Regions from separate parts of the Mus musculus genome. Here region 2 is linked to region 1. The links are chromatin contacts, called in public Hi-C maps. All regions are on one chromosome and are shown on one strand. The core of a region is the stretch at or near the end of the contact, and the rest is flanking DNA. Distances in the headings are between cores, read along the strand shown.

The links. Hi-C and Micro-C count contacts between places; a contact is called where the count stands out from the background.
Region 2: a Hi-C map of uterus shows a contact between it and region 1, with 3 times the contacts expected there. The contact joins the promoter of Cdkn1c here to the enhancer-like site in region 1. A contact is called at or near these places in 6 of 39 promoter capture datasets (3T3-L1-derived adipocytes, the HPC-7 cell line, frontonasal cranial neural crest and 3 more), 17 of 484 Hi-C or Micro-C datasets (ECoMG myeloid progenitors, the HL-1 cell line, the HPC-5 cell line and 12 more), 6 of 115 datasets of contacts at active chromatin or transcription factors (bone marrow-derived macrophages, craniofacial prominence, embryonic hindbrain and 3 more) and 3 of 9 other capture datasets (adipose tissue, embryonic stem cells and pancreatic islet).

The regions. Positions count from the first base shown.
Region 1 is chr7:143,385,019-143,392,347 of GRCm38.p6, reverse strand. All of the region lies in intron 15 of Kcnq1 (potassium voltage-gated channel, subfamily Q, member 1), which reads right to left. Among named protein-coding and RNA genes, the nearest start is that of 4933417O13Rik, 58 kb to the right of the region's middle. Within about 2 kb of position 2,802, at least 61 of the 459 cell types and tissues checked have an H3K27ac peak or open chromatin away from gene starts, as enhancers often do. A contact at or near this core is called in the N1E-115 cell line, adipose tissue, cerebellum and 3 more, where this site is marked.
Region 2 is chr7:143,457,248-143,464,576 of GRCm38.p6, reverse strand. It overlaps Cdkn1c (cyclin-dependent kinase inhibitor 1C (P57)), which reads left to right and starts at 3,527. Exons shown (of 4, transcript NM_001161624.1): 1 at 3,527-3,724; 2 at 3,861-4,782; 3 at 5,327-5,465; 4 at 5,556-6,238. The coding sequence starts at 3,870. The coding sequence ends at 5,460. Gm33663 (a long non-coding RNA gene) reads left to right here. Exons shown (of 3, transcript XR_378640.3): 3 at 1-1,242.

The DNA of each region.
Region 1 (7,329 bases), core at 1,553-4,052:
CAACACTGGCTAGGAGGAGACAGGAGGATCCCTATGGTTTGCTGGCTAGCTAACCTAGCCTTTTTGGTGCATTCCAGACCAATAAGAGACCCTGTCTCAAAAACTAAGCTGCCAAGAAATGATATCCAAGTTGTCATATGGCCTCCCTAAACACATGCATATATGCATCCATACCCACAAACACACACGAAACACTCCATGAACATGCACATACATGCACAATCAGACAGACACACACATGCACATACCAAAAGTCACAACCCCCTAAAACAAACAAACACCCCCAAACACAAAGAACCGAAGGGAATACATCTGTTCAGTGGATTGTGATGAACTTGAGCCTGCCTCCAGCTTTGCATAGAATTGAGAGAGATGGCAATGAGAAACAGGGCCTCAGAACTGAGGATAGGAGGATAGCCTTTGGCCACAGTAGAGCTGGCAATCATGGAAGGCTAAGAGTGTAACCCCACAGTGAGTCCCATTTCCCATATCTTACAGTTTTCCCTCATAACCTGGGAGTGACATTTTTCTGTTGATAAAGATATGTTTATGTGAACTCATCATTTCTTCCACTTCACTTCTAATTTTCTTTTTAAAAAATTGATTCAAAAGTTATGAAACCAAGCCTAAGATAGTTCTTGATGGTATGTGTCCCTTTATCCATACCTCATATATCCATCTGTCCATCTGTCCACCTGCCCTGTCCTTTATTCCTTCATCCATCTTTGTACTTATACATGTATGCATTCATTCATCAACTCATACACCCACTCATCCATCTATCCATCTCTCCTCCCATCTATCCATCCATCTCCTTTACCATTCATCCTATATACCCACTCATTCCTCCACCAATCCATCTGCTCACTGATCCATTCATCCATTTATCCATCCACCCATCTATTTATCCACCCACCCATCCATCTATTCATCCTTCAGCCTGTCTTCTCACTCAGTCAACCACACCCTCACACATGTACATGCTCATTCACCCACCTTTTCACATACCTGTCATGTATCCACCCACTCACCTCTCAATCCTCCAGCTCTTTACAAATGCAAATATCCATCCATTCACCTGTCTGACTATGCATTATTTTCTGTGCCATATGTGGAGAATTACCAGAAATGCTGTTTCTTTCATGCTGAAGATGGATCTTTCTGGAAAAACAAGGATCATCTTTAGGAAAAAGAGAGGATCATGAGAATCTTCACTTTTTTTTTTTATTAAGATCTTGCTCTACTGCTAGAATTTGAAAGAACAAAATCTCCATATATCATCTATCAACTATCAATACTCTATTTTTATTATCATCATCTAAGTATTCATTTATCTATCATTCACGTATGTATGTATGTATGTGTCTGTCAATCACCCATCCCCCTCTACTTTTGACATGAATAACAGATACCTGTGAAGATCTGTGTCCTCTTTTGCTTTCTTCTCTGTTTGGCTTTGCACTGAGGCCTATTAATAGCACCTCAGCTCACTATTTTTGGACGCCCCTCCCTCAGAGGTCTTCCCTGACCACCCTGGCTCCTCCCGGCACAGTGCCCTGCTCTGTCTCTGCATGGTAATTTTCCCAGTCTGTAATTACGTGGTGTATTTTCGACCAGGGGCCGCTTCGTAGTGCCAGGAGCTCTGTCCTGTCCCTGCGGCACCTCCAACACTGTCTGCTGTCTGGGACATAGCAGGGGCTTCAGTGGGGACTGTGGGAAGGAAGGAGTGGACCGTGGGCAGCCTGGGATTCTCCCTCAATGCCCAAGCAGCCAGCCTCTAGCCTCAGTGTGGTACTTGGCAGTGGGCAGGGAGAACCAAGCCTGACAGTGCCCGTAGTGGTGCCCATAAGAGGAGGCGGAAGCAGGTGCTTCCACTTGCCACGTGCCGGGCACTGGGCCAGGTGCTCAGCAGGGAAGGTTCCAGGTAATGTAGCCCATGAGCCTGGAGGAAGTGTTCTTATCTTCTTCTAGATGAGGGAATTGAGATGCCAAGGGACTCATGGGGGCTCCAAACTTGGCCCTCTTTTCTGTAACTCTGTCCTAGCCACTGTTAGGGGCTGCACTGAGGCAGGGGCATGGGATGAGGACAGATGGGGCCTCAAGATGTGGAACTAGATCAGGGGCAGGTGAGGGGGTGGGGAGAAAGGGGGAATCCTAGTGGGTGGTGGCTAGTAGGAGGGCCATGGGGAAGGGATGCTCCTGAGATAAGGGCAGAGAGCCAGGAGGGGGTAGGGAAGCTTGGAGAGATGCCAGGCCCCGGCAGTACCTAAGCTCAAGCTACCCACATTGCCAGCAGATCTCACCGTATGGAGAAGGGACCAAGTGTGACATTTCAGCCAGAATGGTGGCTGAGGCAAGCTGGCTAGTCTGTCACCTTAGGGTCACCACCCAGGTCCCTCTGTGCTCTAGCCAGCAGTACCAACATTCATCCCTTAGGCCTCCAGACAAGAAAGTCACACTGAGGAAGAGTAGGCAAGGGGAGGCAGAGAGCCTCAGAGATGGGAGGTACCACGGTTTGCTGGCTTCAGGCTTTGCTTTCCAAAAGAGGGTCTCAGGGGGCCAGGAATGGGGTGGGCAGGAGTGGTGGGCTGTGGAGAAAGTATGATAGATGGAGAGAGGGGAGAGAGAGTTCTGGAGAGAGTGGGAGGAAGTGAGGGGGAGGAGGGGCAGCTGGAGGTAAAAGGGGGCTGGGGCATGGCCTGGAGTAGGAGGCTCAGCAGCGGGTAAGGGAGGGGAGGGCAGAGCACTCCCTGGCCTGTGTCATGCCTGCCACTGAGCCTGTGTGTATGCACATGTATGCGTGCGTCCCTGGGGTGGATCTGGGGACACACATTGAGCGGGAAGGCTGGCTGCTAGGCTGAGGAGAGCCCTGGGCCTGTGGGGAATGTTCCAAGGAGAGATTTATTAGTGAAACAAAAGCATATTTTTTAGGCAGGACTGTTTGTACAGTTATTTCATGACATCGCCTTGGCCTCGGGCCCAGAGCAGAGCGGCCGAGGAGGCCCCGCACGGCTGGCCGGGTGCACAGGCCTATTCGTTAGCTGGCCGTCCTCTCCCGTCCTTATCTGGTCCTGGACATCAAAGCGGGGGCTTTTCATAAATGAATTAAAATAGCATACACACAGCACCGGGGCGGAAGACCCCAGGCCAATTAGCTCTAAGTAGGGTGAGAGGCCTTTCAGAGACGAGCCCCTTTCTGAAGGAGTCGCAGCGGCTTGTCAAACTCGATGAAATATTTTGCCCAAAGCTCATTAAAATAATGAACCTGCATTTCTTTCCTCAAGAGAATAATTAGCAGACTTCCAAATGGGTTAAAGCAGCAATTTAGAAGTGGCCCCCCTTAATCGTCCCATTTACTACATTTTGTGACAAGGAAACTCTGGCGCCTTGGGGAGGAGCCGAGAGTCTCGGCATTGGCTCTGTGTGGTGACGGCAGGGCTGTGGAGCTGGGTGGGAGCTGGGGGGCCTGCAGAGAGGGCTGCGTTCAACTTGGGATCCTGCCTATCTCTGCCACCTCCCTTGCTTTGCAACCATAGGCCCCCTCCTCCTTGTACATCTATCTATAACAGGTTGGTTAGAGACTGGAGGCCTGAGGGTTAGGGCCATCACCATGCTGGGAGAATATCAACTCTAAGATACAAGAGAATGAGGGTATCAGATGTAGGCTCTGCTTCAGAACAGGTACAGACGAAGAGAACGCCAACAGGTAGGTGATCTGAGCCTTAGCATAATCAAGGGCAGAGCCCTGGTACATCAGAGACTCCGAAGAGGAAACGAGAAGATACCACTTAGGGAGATGTTGGGGGAATACATGAGTTGAGGGCTGAATGGATTGAGAAGGGTGAGCTCAGAGTGAGCCAGGGGCTGTGTCCCTAGATGTTGATAACTTTGATGGCCAATGGGCAGAGTGGCAAGTTCATCTGGTGCAACAAGTGTGGGACAGACAAGAGGGTCATAGGCAGGCTGGTCTCCTGCTGAGAGTCATCCACCCTTCCCCATGCTGCTAACAGGGAGGTTCAACTTTTGACAGTAGCCTGAGGTAGCCCTGGACAATCCAGAGAGCAGCAATAAATTCAAATGTGGCTGAATCTAAAGGTTGAGTGGTCCTCAGCAGGAGCCTCCAAGACCACCTTGCTTTGCTTCTTCCTCTTTTTCTTATTCCGCATTTGTTGTTTACAAAGTAAGACACTCATGATGGAGATTGGGTAAAACAGAAGTAATGGCATGTGCAGTTGGACGCCATTTACAAAGTGCCATAGTATGCACACACAGGCCAATGTGGGACTTGCCTTCCCTGCTATAGTTCTGTACTTAAGTATTTCCCATGGTCACTGAAGGATACCTGCAAGCATACTAGGTGTAACACAACCAACCATTGGCCATCGAAGACTTGGAGTCTCTTTCTAACCCCTCTCTGTGATAAGCAAGACTGCCATTAACTTGCTTGCATACAACTCCCTGAGCAACTCTGCTTGGAGACAGAGTCCTGGACAGGGGTCACAGAGTTAGGGGAGGGATGATCTGTACCTTGGACATGTTTTATCCTTGCAATATGGGAAACAGGCTAGGCTCATTGTCCCCTGCAGCCTCAGTGTCTTCATCACAGTGTTTTTTTGTTCCTTTGCAGACAGAGCAAACATGTGAAGCTCTGTTGTGGGCCACATGATCGCTGGGCAAGCCCAGCGCTCTTACTTTGATGGTGGGATCCAGTCTGAAAAGCATAAGTATGCTGGAAATGCACCGAGTCCGCCAGACCCATGACATCATAGCTTAGCTGCAGCATATTTTAGAGGGTCTGAGGTTCACCCTGGAAGGCAGGGGACTGAAGAGAAACTGCTCCTGAAGCTGCCTGGCACCTAAAGAGAGAACTGAATAACTAGCTCAGGAAGATCCAGCTTCAAAATCTAAAGTACAATGACCATGTACACACACATTTACACATATGCACACACAATATACATATGCACATACACACATATATACATGTACATACACACATAAGTGCACACATAATGCACAGACACAGATGTGTGCATGCTCAGACACATAGGCACAAACACACAGACAGGCACAAACACACACACACACAGAGTACAGCTCTTACTAACGTATCATGCTCACATTCTCAGACAGCCAAGCTATAAGTTGAGAATTATCAAACCTATCATTGCAACATGTCAACTGCTAAAGCTTGCATATCTGTGAGTGAATGTGACTCTGTTCTAATAAAACTTTACTTACAAAGACAGGTGTTAGGCTGGATCAAGCCCGTGAACTGTGTTTTCCTGGCCCTTTTTTCAGTAGATAGATGAGATGAGATGTATTTCTTCAATCTTGGGCCTTCTCACTATAGGTTTCCATAGATTTGGAGTCTTTACATACTAAGGATGGCCCTTCTCCATCATGGCTTGCTGTCTGGTACAGCCTAGTCAGCAGAGAGGGCCTCTTTGCTCTGCTAGCCAGGCCGAGGCTGGAGGGAACTCTGTGACAGCCCCTAGCATCTGTGAACTCATTCTCCTTTAGAGACAAAGGCCTGCTTCCAGCTGTCAGTCCAAGCTATCAATCAGACTCAGCCTGACCTTCTGAGACCAGTGGGCATGTCCATCTGCTGTTAATAGCTTGTCAAAGCAGGGGCTGATCTCAACTCAGGCTGTCTGGGCAAATATGCCCAAATGGTGCCAGCATGCCTGCTGCAGTCAGCCAATCTGGGAAATAGTCTGGGAAATGGAACTTCGTGAGATGAAGGTAGGAAGCTGCAGGCCAGAGCAGAGCCACATACTTATCATGGCCGCATCCACATAACCACCCGTGGCCCCTTGGCTGGCTCCTGAGACAACAGAGTAGCCCAGAAAGATGAAAGCAGTTAGGAGGAATAATAATGAGGGGGCTATTCTAGTTAGTGCCAAAGTCCCAGCAGCTGTCTGTGACCCTAGGAGCCCAAGGTCTGTGGGAACTGTTCACCTTGCATCAGTCATCTACCGTCACCAAACTTGCCTACACTTGCCCACAAACTCCTGGGGCAGAGAAGCAATAGCACAAACTAGTGTGGTCCTAACAACACTGATTGTTTAGGGAAAAAGTTAAAGTCCCAGTTCCAGCATAAGCAGGATCTACAGATGACAGGGCCACGGGTGTAAAATGATTAGTGCCTCGGCTTCCCTCCTGTAAAATAATACTACAGGTGATCCAAACTGCGAGGTTCTCGGAGATCCGTGCCTGCCAATGTGTTCAGGGCATTTGCATAGCCAACAGAAAGCTGCCAATTGTCTCTGCTGAGTGGTGGTTATTCTTGTCCCTGTAAACATTTTTGTCCCTTGTACCTACTTATCAGCCAGCAGCCACCACAGAGAATGAATGACAGCCATAGTACTTCTACTTAGGATGCAGATGGATTCAGGTTCTGTCTCTATTCAGGGCACACTTGTCCCTGCCTTGAGTGGTTCATCATTCTCCTTGGTCTTGACCTCTCAAAGCCCTGTCTTTCCCTTGAGGCTGTGGGCAGGTTTGAGTGGGACAGATGGGGGTAGGTGATCCGAGGTACTGCAGCCAATGGCTGCAGTAGGGCTCTGAATACGAGAGCTGATTCTGAGATTCTCACGGGTAGCAGGTGGGAGATTCTGGGACTGAATAGGAGATGAGTGGGGAGGAGAGAGGCTGGGAGAGGAGCAGGGAATGTTGGGAAGAAAGAGGGCCCTAGGAATTTGTGGGCAAGTCTGGGCAAGCAGTAGCTCCGGGCACGCAGGGGGCAGGCTTGGATGGGCAGGCTGGGGCAGGCAGCAGGAAGGGGGTTGGTAGAGGGGTACAGGCCTAATCCTGTGTCCCTGAGGCCTGGCGGGCATCTCTTAAGTCCTATGTCCCCACAGCTTGCCAGAACCTGTAGGAACAAGGTGGGGTACCATGGCTTCATATGAACACCCCCTCCACAACCTAGAGACATAGATGTGTTCTCTGATGTCTGCAGAACTCTGTAGCACAGAGGAAACCTCATTTTATTTATCTATTTATCTATTTATCTATTTATCTATCTATCTATCTATCTATCTATCTATCTATTTATTTATTTATTTATACCATAGACATCATCATATCTCCTTGCCTATCTTTAAGGTTTCCAGTTCTTTTCTCTGCCCAGGATATTCTGTTTGTGCCCACATTGCCTTGGCCCCTCAGGAAATCCTCATTTGAGCACTCTGCTTCTTTACTGGGGATAGTTATGTGACAGTATTCTGGCTAAGGCTAGTCTGCTAGTGTGTTCCATAGGGGAACATAGCTGCCTGGCAGAGCTGCTTTACACAGGTGACTTTTCCCAGGCTCTGGTCTTACAGGAGG
Region 2 (7,329 bases), core at 2,278-4,777, 72 kb before region 1:
CAAGATGGAGACACTTTTGGATTTCTTGAAGGTGCATCATTATCAGGAAGGCAGCTGGACCCCTGTCACCCATATGAAGAGACCCCAGAAGGGCTGTGGGAGGACTGTTCTCTGTCCATGACCCTCCAGGAGTCTCCAGAGGCAAGAAAGTGTGTCACCCAGCCCTTCGGCCTTCTCCCTCTAGTCCTGACCCTGGGACTGCATTCTCCACCTTCCTTGATGGATGGGTGACATGTGGCTCAGGGTTTCATGGAAAATTCTTCAAGGCCTTAATTTATCTGATATGACAGCTCAGGGTCTTAGAATCTGAGAAGGCAGCTTTAAGAGCCAGAGGGGAGACAAGTCTCAACTCTACACTTGGTTACTCCGGGAAGGCCCCAGAACCTGGGGCTCTGGGTCAGGGGTGGGGATGACCAGGAGAGCCATCCACGCAGGCAAGAAAGGGAGGCATGAGGCAGCCAAGAAACTGGTGATGTTCAAGTCGGCCACCAGGGGGCAGCATGAAGCCAAGGACAGGCCTCCTAGACTCGGACTCTGTTCTGGCCAGGGGCTGGAAGACCCTGAACACCCGGCTTCCTTGGGGGTGCTTGGAGTCCCCGTAGCTGACCAGCTATGCGGGTTGTTGTGAGTGCGATCCGGGGACGTTCTGGGAAACTAAACTGACTTAGCTGCTCCAGGCTCCTCTAAGAATGAAAAGGCAGGAGGGCTGGGGCCAATAGGCTTCCTGTGTTACGATTCACTAATCAAATCTCGGAGTTGGTTCGAAGAGCTGGAGGGTGTAGGTTAAGCTGGCCTTAATCGCCTAGGAGCCACAGCAAGGTTTTAATATAGGCAGCCCGTTTCCTCCTCGCAACAGACTGCTGAAGTGTCCGCCTGCCTACTGTTGTGTTTTAGCTTCAGTCAGTAACTGCGCCGTGGATTTTAGCGATTTAGGACACAAAATTTATTTATCTATCTATCTATTCATTCATTCGTTTGTTTTCGGCCCTGGGGATGGAACCCAGAGCCAGCGTTCATACTTGAGAAGTATCTCAAGTGCCATACCACTGAGTCACCTCCAGCTTTCAAATTTTATCTCGTAGTCCAATCACTGGCAGCGTGGCTGTGCCCGAGTCTTGCCACAGCCCTCATTCTGTTCCTCATTCGGCCAGTCAGGTGGGCACATAGAAAAAGAGCTCCTATGGCTGTAATGTAATTGGGTGCACACAGAAATATCGCCAACAATTGGTGGCAGAAATGGTCTTTGGATGTGTGGTCTTTCTGGGAGCTCTGGGAGAGGCAAGAGGTGAAGTACCCATTCTGCCCAAGGGTATGGGGGAAGATTTCGGGAGAGACTCATTTGCTAACCAGGTCCAAGGTCGAGGTCCCACGGCTTATACCCCTTCACACCACACAAGAAAGAAGTCAGGAAACTTGCGTCTGATGAGCCAGGGCACCAGACCAGCGCTCCATCCCCCAACTCTCCGCAGCAACACAGTTAAAAAAAATGTTCTTGTTTCCTTTGGATGTATTTTTAATGTCAAAAATAGAAGACGATTCTTGTAGCCAGACAAATGTTTACTTACCTACAGGTCCCTTGGGTTGGAGGGCTAGATGGGGAACTTAACCCTGCTTCTGGAAGCAGTGTGCTTACCAGGTCTGTTGATGCTAGCTAGCATTGATGGAACTTCACCGTTACAGACTTGTGGAGGGCTCACTTTAACCTGTGTGGAGACGGACAAACAAGCAGATGAAACGGGAATATGAAAGGAGAAAGCAAGTGATGCAAGCATCCTGGGGTAGGGATGCCCAGTGAGGCAGCCTGCAGCACAGATGATCTATCTGGCTGTCTAGACTGCTTCTCCCAACAAATAGGGCCCAGTAGCTCCACACCCCAGGGAGCACGTTCAGTCAGTCCTCTCAGCAGCTTTGGCCTAGGTTGTGGGCAGGGTGGACCTTCTCTAGCCTCGACAGCTGCAGCCTGGATATTTGGACTGTTGGGGAGACCCTGGAGGCCAGGTGGTCACAAATAAGTGTGGAGTGTGGTCCTGTGACCAGGGTCTCTGAAGAGGCCCATGTGGCTTTGACACAGGGACAGAACAAAGCCCTGCCTCCTTCCTGCCCTGGGCTAGTGGATTTTAGCTTTTAGTGAATGAGGGGTTCATGAGGCCCCTTGAAAGCCCTCATTAGTTTTATTTTACTCAAGAAAATTACTGTGACATACCAATGCCCTGAGAGATTTGTAATATGGTGTACCGAGAAAAAGAAATCCTTACAGGTCACAGGCTCTGGTCTCTCCACCAGAGCAGCTTCCAAACCCCGTCTCTCACCTGTTCCAGGACAGTCTGGCCCCTGGCTTCAGGGTTTGACTTGACTCCCGGGTTGGCCCAACTTACCTAACCCTGTAAATAGGGTTCTGTCTCAAAAGTCTCACAGGCATCTCTGCTGGGAGCTGAGAGCTTGGGGCTCTGCAGGGCCTTTCAAGTATGTCCGGAAGTCCTGGTTCCCCAGGGCGGGGGGAGGGGGCCAGCTCCTGGCACATGCCTGAGTCACCTTCTCGACTCCCTGCCCTAAATAATGAACTCCTTTTGGCGGCGGTAGCGGAGGCAGCAGGGGCGGGGGGCGGGGGGGGGGCTCTGTCAGGCCATGTCGGGTGTGTTTGTGTGAGTATTCAGGGCCCCACCAAGAGGCACTGCTGTGGAGGAGGGGTCATTCTCTCTTTTCTAGCATAACTACTTCCAGCCAACTAAGGTAGGCAGAACTGGGGGTCGAATATGGCCTGACCCAAACCTAAGGTCCTAGGCATCTATCAGTGATGTAGGTACAGGCTAGGATGGGCCCAACTTGTGTCTCATCTCCCGGGTAGGTGGGCCTATTATAGACCAGGCTACAGATCTTTTAGATCTCTACAGTATTGTTCCTCAGGAAAAGAATGGATGTGACCCCTGTCTCTAACTCCGTGATAGAGGGTCTTAGGGCCAGCAGGTGTGCAGATGCCTCGAAGGCAGATACTTAGGCCTGGGTGTAGAGGGTGGATCCAGCCACGGTACTGCCAGGACCAGGACCCAGCTGGTAGTAGTAGGTTAAAGCCCTAATCAGTTGGTGCAGTCCTAGGGCTAGCGCGGGCTGCGGGGACCGAGGGACCTTCACCGACGTCGGCATCGCCGAGGGGCTGTGCCCAGCTCCATGGTCCGAGGGGGCGCGCGCGTCGCGGCTGCGCGAGCCCCCGCCTGCAGACAAAGGAGCCCGCGGGGGGCGGGGGGGGGGATGGGGCGAGGGGGAGGGGCGTCGCGGTGTCACGTTACCGCCCGCAGAGCTCTTTAACTCGAGCCCCGCCCCTTGTCCCGCGCAGCCCGCTCGCCGTGCGGCCGCCAATCAGCGCCCGCCCGTCACCCGCCCCGCCCGGCCCCGGGGGTGTGTGCGCGCAGCCAATGAGCGTGGCGCGGGGGCAGGGCCTCTGTGGGCGGGGCGGGCTGCACCCTCCAATCGCCGCGGTGTTGTTGAAACTGAAAATACTACATTATGCTAATCGTGAGGAGGCCCGCGCGCGCGGGGGTGGGGCCAGCGCGTATAAAGGGGCGCAGCGGGCTGGGCGTTCCACAGGCCGAGTGCGCTGTGCTCGAGGGGTGCCGGCTAGGCCCGACTGAGAGCAAGCGAACAGGCAGGCAAGCTCCGAGGGGGCGCGGCCCAAGCTGGACAGGACAAGCGATCCAGACGCAGGAGCCGTCCATCACCAATCAGCCAGGTAGCCGCTGCGTCCTTAGGCAGAGGCGGACGCGGGCTGTGCAAGGGGTCTCACCCACGCCCAGCCTCCGCCCTCCTCCTCTCCCCTCTTCCTTCTCCTCCCGTTCCCTTCTTTCTCGCTGCCCGCGTTTGCACAGCCTTCGACCATGGGCATGTCCGACGTGTACCTCCGCAGCAGAACAGCGATGGAACGCTTGGCCTCCAGCGATACCTTCCCAGTGATAGCGCGTAGCAGCGCCTGCCGCAGCCTCTTCGGGCCTGTAGACCACGAGGAGCTGGGCCGCGAGCTGCGGATGCGCCTGGCCGAGCTGAACGCCGAGGACCAGAACCGCTGGGACTTCAACTTCCAGCAGGATGTGCCTCTTCGAGGCCCTGGTCGTCTGCAGTGGATGGAGGTGGACAGCGAGTCTGTGCCCGCCTTCTACCGCGAGACGGTGCAGGTGGGGCGCTGTCGCCTGCAGCTGGGGCCCCGGCCACCCCCGGTGGCCGTGGCTGTCATCCCGCGTTCTGGGCCGCCGGCTGGCGAGGCCCCCGACGGCCTAGAGGAGGCGCCTGAGCAGCCGCCCAGCGCCCCAGCCTCGGCCGTGGTCGCGGAGCCCACCCCACCCGCGACCCCGGCCCCGGCTTCAGATCTGACCTCAGACCCAATTCCGGAGGTGACCCTGGTCGCGACCTCCGACCCGACTCCGGACCCGATCCCGGACGCGAACCCGGACGTGGCGACTCGGGACGGCGAGGAACAGGTCCCTGAGCAGGTCTCTGAGCAGGGCGAGGAGTCGGGTGCTGAGCCGGGTGATGAGCTGGGAACTGAGCCGGTCTCTGAGCAGGGCGAGGAGCAGGGCGCAGAGCCGGTCGAGGAGAAGGACGAGGAGCCGGAGGAGGAGCAGGGCGCGGAGCCGGTCGAGGAGCAGGGTGCGGAGCCGGTCGAGGAGCAGAATGGGGAGCCGGTCGAGGAGCAGGACGAGAATCAAGAGCAGCGCGGCCAGGAGCTGAAGGACCAGCCTCTCTCGGGGATTCCAGGACGTCCTGCACCCGGGACTGCTGCGGCCAATGCGAACGGTGCGATCAAGAAGCTGTCGGGGCCTCTCATCTCCGGTGAGCCCCGCACGGCCCCGCCCCGGCCCGGCCTCGCTTTGTCCGGCCGGCCGGGCTCTCCCTCGCCCTCGGGGGCCTCGCCCGGTCCCCGCCTCCTCCCGTGGCATTAAAGGGCCCGCGGCGCTTAGGGCGCGGTTGCGCCCGCACCCCTTTCCTACTGGTAGGGGTGCAGCTAAGGCTCCCGAGCGTGCAGTGGGAGGGCGAGCCTGGCCGCGACCCACTCGGATCGCGGTCTTTGGCTCGGGCCGCGGGAGCCCCTTAGGGAGCCGTGTGTGCGGCATGGAGGGGGTTAAGTGCGGCGGCAGCCCCGGGGGGCTTGGCCGCGGGACAAGGGGAAATGCTTACACAGCACATTGCGCGGCGACGTAAACAAAGCTGACCCGCCGCGGACCTCGGCGCGGGCGGGGATGGCGCCCCCACCCCGGCCCCGCGCCCTGCGCACTCCGCGGGTCTCCTCGCGGGTCTCTGGGCCGGCCCCGCCCTGACCGACGCGCGTTGTCGCCCGCAGACTTCTTCGCCAAGCGCAAGAGAACTGCGCAGGAGAACAAGGCGTCGAACGACGTCCCTCCAGGGTGTCCCTCTCCAAACGTGGCTCCTGGGGTGGGCGCGGTGGAGCAGACCCCGCGCAAACGTCTGAGATGAGTTAGGTGAGTCTGGCGTCCCCCACGGGGGTCGCGGAGGGGCCGCCCCCGGGGGGTTCCCGCTATGCCTGCTCACCTGAGTCCCTCTTCCCACAGTTTAGAGGCTAACGGCCAGAGAGAACTTGCTGGGCATCTGGGCAGCGGACGATGGAAGAACTCTGGGCTTCGGCTGGGACCTTTCGTTCATGTAGCAGGAACCGGAGATGGTTGCGTAGAGCAGCCCACGGTTTTGTGGAAATCTGAAAACTGTGCAATGTATTGAGAACACTCTGTACCATGTGCAAGGAGTACGCTGGTCCCAAGGTGTAAAGCTTTAAATCATTTATGTAAAATGTTTAATCTCTACTCGCTCTCAGTGCAAAACAAAAAGAGAAACTAGAAAATGTAGAACGAAGGAAAAAGATGAGAAAAAGGAAAAAGCATGTATATTTGTACAAAAAGTTAAAAAATTATGCTAATTTAATATTTGTATTTATCCATGCGTGGATCCCTCTGCCACGCAACTGCTGGGTTATTGATTATTACCAAAGGCACTAGAAATCACCAGCTTCAGATTACCCACAAATGTAAATCTACTTTTATATTAGACTCTAGGGGAATGGTTGTTGAGTAAAAGCCCCCACACATTCATCTTCAGTTAGCTTACAGTGTCCCCCACTTCATTAGATTGCTCTTAAACTTGGTGACCAGACAGTCGAAATGGTTCCTGTACTGCCCATACCAACTGCCCAGGGCTCCTCGTCCGCCAGGTTCTAAATAAAGAGGCCCAACAAAAATCATACTTGTAGTCTTCTTGTTCTTTTACACTTTTGTAGCTCAGCGCCAAGGCAAATGAATATGGTGGGTGTCAAAGAAGGAGTCAGCCAAATATTGCCACCACTTGACAGAGTTGTTGGCTGCTTACAAGGAAGGGGAACAACTTTCACAGGACCTACTGACCTGCTTCTCAGGAGTTTGAGAAACAAGTGTCTGTCCCTAACAGACGCTCATGTTTTTGTCCAGCCAGACCCTGATGGGCACTTGCAGGGTTTAGAACAATGTAAACTCCCATGTACACACAGAAGTTCTCCATGCGATCACAGTGGGGCACTGAAGGCTCCAGGGCCCCTAGGTCTATACACCAGAGCTTTCCCAAAAGTTGGCATCGTGATAGTTTAGTAGGGATGGGGAGGGGGTGATGAAAGATACTAGGGAAGAACACAGGGTGGGGTGGACTGGGGATGGGTCCTGATCTAGTTTGTGTGCGAGAACTCAAAGCTGTGGCTCCTACATCGCCATGCCCTGTCTCCTGCCAGTCCACTGGATCCAAAGAGACCCCCTTTAGTTCAAAAAGGGAAGGGTTCTTTATACCTGGCCTATAAAGTGATGGCTTTCAAAGGAGAAGGTGATATAAACCAGACTGGCCCATGAAGCCCTTGCAAAGTTCTGTGGGCCAAGAGAGAAGAACCCATGGACATTATCAGGCTGTTCAAGGCTGGACCAAGATGTTACAGATGTGTGGGGGTGTATGATTAACCTAACCTTCCCTGAACACCTTAGAGGCCCAGTGTGGTCAGACTTTGAGAAATGCCCCCATCCCATTGAGAGGGTATACTTCAAGGAAGGCAGGCCCTGCTGCCTGCAGCAGCCCTCAGCTTGCCCAGGAATTAGAACCCAGCAAAGAAAGCTACTTACTGTATGTGCCCATGGAGGTGTGTGCTAGGGCAGCCCTTTCTTTGATGTCTTGAGGGTGGGCATGGTACTTGAGGTGCTGGACAGCAGAGGTATGGGTTAGGTCCCAACTATTAGGAGCATGCTGGGCCAGAAACCTGGCAGGTAGTCGTGGAGTCTCAAGGACTACAGTGAGCCATGTGGCACACACACAGCAGAG